2 separate regions of the Mus musculus genome follow, and region 2 is linked to region 1. Evidence: chromatin contacts called from public Hi-C data. All regions are on one chromosome and are shown on one strand. Each heading gives the region's core, a stretch centred on a gene start, on an enhancer-like site or on the middle of the called end of the contact. The rest is flanking DNA. Distances are from core to core; before and after follow the strand shown. Region 1 has its middle 120 kb from the start of 6530411M01Rik. Region 2 has its middle 12 kb from the start of Pabpc6.

Region 1 (3,491 bases), core at 840-3,339:
TCAGCCAGTGGTCCTCTGAGTAATCCCAATTATACTCAATGGTTCACCAGGCTAGACCTGTAGCCCATGACAAAAAGCAACTTGAGGAGGGAAGAGTTTATTGACCTTACACTTCCACATGATGGTTCATCATCTAAAGCAGCCAGGGCAGGGACGAAAGCAGGAACCTGAAAGCAGGAACCAAAGCCGAGGCCAAAGTGAACACTGCTTACTGGTTTGCTCCCAGTGGCTTGCTCAGTCTATGTTCTAATATAATCTAGGACTACTTGACCTGGGGTGGCACTATCGCCAGTGAGCTGGGCGTTATCAACATCTATCAGAAATCAAACAGTCCACAGAGTTGACTATGGCTGACTATATGGTAGCATTTTCTCCATTAAGATTCCATTTTTCCCATGTCTGAGTTTGTGTCAAGATGGCAAAACCAACCAGCATAAGAACCTAGGGGTTTTAGGGTGATAAGAGTTCATCATGGCAGGAAGCCACAGCAGCAAGAAGGCGCGGCAGCAGGAGCAGGAAGCTGAGAGATCACATCACAACCCACAACAGAGGTCAACAGGAAGTGGGACAAAGCTACATATTATTAAAGCCCACCCTCAGAGTCGGACTTCCACCAGTAAAGCCACACCTTCTAAACCTTCTGAAGAGCACCACCAACTAGGGACAGAGTTTCAAATGTCTGAGCCTATGGATGGCATTTCTATTCTAACCAACAGGGCTGGGTTTCTTATGTTGGTTAGTCATTGATTTGCACCCAATCTGGAGCAAATCAGTATTTGTTCCTGTCTCTCCAGAAAAGGTAAATGTAACTCCTCTACCATGACCTCCCTTCCCTGAAGCAGCATGCTCTCTTGGGCCTATCCTTTCCAAGTCAGTGTATCTTGTCGCTCCCTGCATCTGTTACTCCTGCCTTCTTGTTGCTCTTTAAAGTCTGAGATTCTATTACAACCATAATGTTATAGGTAGTAACCGATGATGCTAAGCCTTCACTCCACAAGAGGCAGGCATTACAGAGTGTCAGGGGTTCCTTTCCATGGAGTGCCTTTTTCTGAAGAGGAAGGTGGGTGCACTAGTTTGAGTATGCTCACCTTGTTGGTATGTGAAGAATGCACTGCCTTCTGAAGCCACAGTCTGTGGCATCTTCCATTCTATGCAACCTGTAGGATGAAATTACTTCCAAAGCTCCACTGAAGAGCTGAACCCTGATGGAATGTCCTATCCCAGGACTCTCTTTGCTTAGGCCTCTTCATATTCTTCAGTGCTATCTGGCAGAATATATTTAATTTCCTACGTTTTCTTCCTATTGGAATAGAAGCTTCAGGAAGGCTGTGCTTGTGCCATTCAATGTTGTAACTTCACAGTTAGAAACATACTGTTCCAACCAGGTATTCTGTGGGTATTTGTAACAGGCCCAGTCCCTTGTGGCACAGTCCTCTAGAAGAGCAAGATCAGACAGGCTCATTCAATGTAAACCATTATGTTAGTTCATGAGGTCTTCACACAGCCATCTACACAGTCCAGGGATTACTGTGGTGTGCCCAGGGGCTTCTGATTTCTTATCAGTCAACATGTCATATACTGTCTACATACCTAAGTTAACTATTGAAACACTAGCAGTGCATCAAAACAATATTTTAAATAGCAAAACAGCACATTTATAAAGGCCTCCTTTCCAGAAGTGTTTTACCGTGCTCACACTGTGTGTTGGGTACTATTACGTGCATTTAGGAAAACAGAGTTCCGTTCTCTAAAAACAGCAGAATGCTGGAACTGAAAAGTGGGGGCGAGTCCATCTGGGCCAGTGTAAAGTGGGACAATGGAGATGGAGCCACAGGGCATATGGAAGGACTGACAGTGCTTCTGGGAGACGGTAAGAGGAGAGGGGTGGTATCAGGAGCAGATTTTCACAGAAACACAGTGGGCAATGGGCCATGCTGCTCTGTAGAAGAAACTGATTGTGGATCCCAGAGCCTACTGAGCCCTAAGTTCTCTACTCGGCTGCCAATTCTTACAGCAGAAGGGTACCGTGCCCTTCATTGGTTTCCCGCTCCATCTTCCCTGCCCCCATGCAGTGAGATCCCATGCATCCTTTTAATTCCCTTTTACCCTTCAACACGCACCCAGGTGCTATGCACTAGAAATCTCCAGGACTGGGCTTATTCAGTATAAATAGTCCTCATCAGACCAAAAGTGAGTTTTCCCAAGATGTTACTCTCTGGACACGGCAGCAAAGGATTCTTGAAATTGGAAAGTAATTTCACATTGGAAATGAGCTGCTAAAGTTAGGAAGGAGGAATTATTTAGGGCCAGAGGAAACTGCTTAGCACTCCTAAAATTATACAAAGCAGCAGCTGCTTGCTGTGCCTCTGGAAGAGGTAGGTGCTGTGTGTCTGGGTGACACTTAGGTGCAGGAAATCTTTGGCCTACCCATTCCGGGGACACAAGGGTAACTTCATGGGAATCTGGCAAGGTCACCAAAGGTCAGCGGAGGCCCTTGACCTGACAGCCTCAGATCGTGCTACGTTTATTTTAGGACAAAAGTCTCCTCATGGGAGCTGGGAATGAGCTAAGAAAAAACTAATTTCTCTCTCCTCTCTAATTGATAACACATGGCCTCAATTATAGACACCCCTGAGTGCTCTTTTAAAATTGACAAAGCTTTCTGCAGGAAAAGGAATGGCCCATTGAGTTAGGAGATCTGTGCATAGCAGTAGCTGGTGCCAGATGTTATGGAAGAAAGCAAAAGACCCCTATGATGCCCCCAACCATAAAGCCTTAGCATGGGGAAAAATCCTTCCTGACCCCGGGTGGACACCAGTCACAAGCCTAAGAGCAAAAGGGCCATTACTGCTGGCAAAATGTCATCCAAATTGGTGATGCTCCAAACACTATGGTTCCTAACAAATTAAGCTAAGTGCCTTATGAACAGTTGGTGACTATTAACAGTTACTACACTTTTCAACAGTCTTTAGCAATTTTCCCAACTCTTCCTATGTTAATGATGTGTTAATCACTGCCTAAACAAGGCAGATAATGAGACATCTCTGTGTGCCACTGTAGACAGAGAAATGGGAATATTCAAAATATAGTGACAAAAATAAGTTGAAAAGAGATGTTTCCTTAGACATCGCAATAATGAGACTCTCAGGATGCTCAGGGGAAAGTTGTAATAAGTGCATGATATGGAAGAGTTGTGTGTGTAAATGAATCCATGTCCACACATCAGCCCATGCAAAGCTAGAAGTGAGTGATAAGTTATTTCTCCACCGATGAAATGAGCCAATTCAAGCCAGATTCGAGTATATTAAATGCAGGTTTCTTGGGAAACTGCTCTGGGCTGGTGAGTTCACTGGCCCTAAGGAAAGAGGCCAGGGAAGTCACTGTGGGAAGGGAGAGAGAGGGGAGGGGGTGGGGGAAGAGACAAAGAGTGAGCCCCAGCCCTTGTGCAGCGAGAGGGCAGATAGGGAAAAACTAAAATGGCTGGATTATAT
Region 2 (3,418 bases), core at 852-3,351, 390 kb before region 1:
CCTCATGCTCCTCCTCCTCACCCTCCTCTTTTCTCTTCTGCCTCCCTTCCCATCCCCTTCCTCCCTCTCTTATTCCTTCTCATCCTCCTGTTATCAGGGAAGTCCATATGCTTGACATGCTTTCTTACCTATTGGTCCAAATAGCTTCCAGAGGAAGCTCCTGTATTTTGCCTTGGTTACTCTGTTTAATGCCACCTCTGCATTCTAGTAAGACTACGTAGATTTGGTAAAGTCCTGAACATGGATGAAATGAATTCAGTGTCTTTGGGGGGAAATACAATTTTATTGCCCTTTCTGTGTTGCTGTGATAAAATGCTGGTAAAAGCCAACTTGGGCATGACAAGAGATATTTCATCTTACAAGTTATAGTCAAGCACTGAAGGAACTGAAGGCACAAGCTTGAAGCAGAAACCATGCAAGAATACTGCTCACTAGCCTGTTTCCTCTGCCTTGTTCATCTACCATTCTCATAGAACCCAGGCCCACCTTCCTTGGGTTGGCATTGCCCACAGTGGGATAAGCCCTTATATATTAATTAGCAATTAAGAAAATGCCCCACAGGCCAATTTGACTGAAGCATTTCCCAAACTGAGTTTCTCTCTTCATAGATATATCTAGATTCATGTCAAGTTGTCAAAAGCTAACCAGCACACCTTCCCAGGTATCTAAGCAAACCTTTGTTTCAGCATTTCTTAGGGAGTTTATAACCTAGGTGGTGAAAGTATAAATACACTGAAGCCAAATAAGTGTTAGATTCACATGAGATGTCACACATGATGTATAGTTACGACCTAAGGGCATAATGTTGGTAGCCTGTTGAGATGGCCCAGTATCCTCCATGAAAACTTGAGAACTTGAATTCAATTCAAAGCCAACACTATGAAATCCAGGAGTGGTGGTACAAACTTGCAACCCCAGCATTGTAGAGGTAGAGAAAGGCCAAACCCTGAAGCTTCCTGGTTATCCAGGCTAGCCTATTCCACAAGCTACACACACACTCACTCACACACACACACACACACACACGCACACACGCACATGGAAGTGCACACCCAGTGAATTTTCTGTGATTTTTCTATAGTCACTGGCTTAGCTTTGATGGGTTATACTCAGTTGCCCAAGTCAACTTGTGCCCCAGCACCTACCCAGCTTACTCTACCTCATGCATCCTTCAAAACACAACACTCTGTGGTGACACTGACCTCTGAAACTGAAGCATGACAGTCAGTTTGTCTGGATTGCAAGACAGTATGGAGATTACCTGAAAAGGCCGGGGGGCCGGGGGGGGTGTTAGAAAGTTTGACTTGGATGTTTGTCTAGGTTTCTGAAGGCAATTAGACTTTGACAGTAGGCTCTCAGCCCTCAGACTGTAGAAGAAGAGTGAGGGTAATGTGAGAAGAAGCTAGAAAAGATAAGTCACCCACTTCAGTGTTTTGCAGAGATGATGATGGGAAAGCTGCCCACCTAGGAGTAATTTTCCATGCTGTAGGGGATGATGGAGATCCTTGGAGAACAGGCACAAGGAGACATAGAGCTGAGTCCTGGATCTTGAGAGGAGAAAAGAGCAAGCCATGGAGAAGGAGGAATGGAAGGGCATCTGCAGGTCTTAATGGCATAAGCTCATTGTTCAAAAGGATGGCAAATGCATGGAAATTGGCAGTGGTTTGGACCAAATGGTATAAAAATCAATACTTTTCATTAACAAAGTGCTTTGGAATTTGATTTGATCTTATTTGCAGGCAGTATCACTTTAAAGGAGATATTTATGCTCCTGAGTTCAGGTACAAAACCTAGCATTAATCAAAAAATATTAGCTCGTTATAATTTGTCTTTGCTTGAGCTGGTGGGACCGTTTGGAGAGATATGTCTATTAAAAAATCTATATTATTGAGAGAATAGGGGTTTGTAGGGTGAAATAAAAAAGTTCATTTGACGATGAAGTGGGTGGTCGATTCCCTTAACATTCTGAGAGCAAACACAGGCATCATTATGAATCATTCCAGCTGATGAGTCTAATTTCTTTCAGGAGCATTGTGGCAGACGCTCACATTTCAGTTCTCCACAGACAGATCAGTCTTTGTCACCCCCTCATACATATTCGAGCGTCTAGATGGGAGATGCAGCGTGCTGCACTGGCCTGAGGGAGAAGAACCCCTCTGAGTAAACTAGCAAAGCAGAACACTTGGCCACCAAAATAAAGTGCTTCCTAAGCACTGGTTTGCAAAAATGGCAGCGGCCACTGGTTACCCACAACCGTGTTATGTTAAAGCCAGACATTTGGATGATCCTGGCTTGGCTTCTCGGAGGACTGTTCTCTGCAGAAGTAGAGGTTTTAGTGTGGGTGTGGTGACATAAGCAGTGTAAAATGGAACTGATGGCAGTGACAATATCAGAAGCTTTTCCATCGTAGGAAAAGCTTTGTTGTTGAATGTGGTTGTGTTTTAGCCTTGGAGGAAACCACATGTATCCACATGAACATACATACATACATGCACATACATCATGCATGTGCACATGTATGCACACACACACACACACACACCCTCCCTGTGTGTATGCACACACACACACACACACACACACACACACACACACACACACACCCTCCCTGTGTGTATGCACACACACACACACACACACACACACACACACACCCTCCCTGTGTGTATGCACACACACACACACACACACACACACACACACCCTCCCTGTGTGTATGCACACACACACACACACACACACACACACACACCCTCCCTGTGTGTATGCACACACACACACATACACACACACACACACACCCTCCCTGTGTGTATGCACACACACACACACACACACACACACCCTCCCTGTGTGTATGCACACACACACACACACACACACACACACACACCCTCCCTGTGTGTATGCACATACACACACACACACATACACACACACACACACACCCTCCCTGTGTGTATGCACACACACACACACACACACACACACACACACACCCTCCCTGTGTGTATGCACACACACACACACACACACACACACACACACCCTCCCTGTGTGTATGCACACACACACTCACACACCCTCCCTGTGTGTATGCACACACACACACACACACACACACACACACACCCTCCCTGTGTGTATGCACACACACACTCCATGAGTCATAGCCACACACTCAGATGCTACAGTCCTAAGCTCAGCTCGTGAAATTTTGGTGTGAAAGGCGGTCACAACTACCTTAGAAAAATCTTTTCCCATATACAGTTACCAAACCCAGACACTACTGTGGATGCCAAGTGCTTGCTGACAGAAGCCTGATATAGTTGTCTCCTGCTCTGCCAGTGCCTGACAAGAACAGAAGTGGATGCTCACAGCCATCCACTGGACTGAGCACAGGGTCACCAATGGAGGA

What was found. Hi-C and Micro-C count contacts between places; a contact is called where the count stands out from the background.
Region 2: a Hi-C map of cerebral cortex shows a contact between it and region 1, with 4 times the contacts expected there. The contact joins two enhancer-like sites. A contact is called at or near these places in 2 of 39 promoter capture datasets (hippocampal neurons and liver) and 2 of 484 Hi-C or Micro-C datasets (cerebral cortex and forebrain).

The regions. Positions count from the first base shown.
Region 1 is chr17:9,290,844-9,294,334 of GRCm38.p6, reverse strand. No RefSeq gene overlaps it. Among named protein-coding and RNA genes, the nearest start is that of 6530411M01Rik, 120 kb to the right of the region's middle. Within about 2 kb of position 2,089, at least 8 of the 459 cell types and tissues checked have an H3K27ac peak or open chromatin away from gene starts, as enhancers often do. A contact at or near this core is called in cerebral cortex, where this site is marked.
Region 2 is chr17:9,679,659-9,683,076 of GRCm38.p6, reverse strand. No RefSeq gene overlaps it. Among named protein-coding and RNA genes, the nearest start is that of Pabpc6, 12 kb to the right of the region's middle. Within about 2 kb of position 2,101, at least 38 of the 459 cell types and tissues checked have an H3K27ac peak or open chromatin away from gene starts, as enhancers often do. A contact at or near this core is called in cerebral cortex, where this site is marked.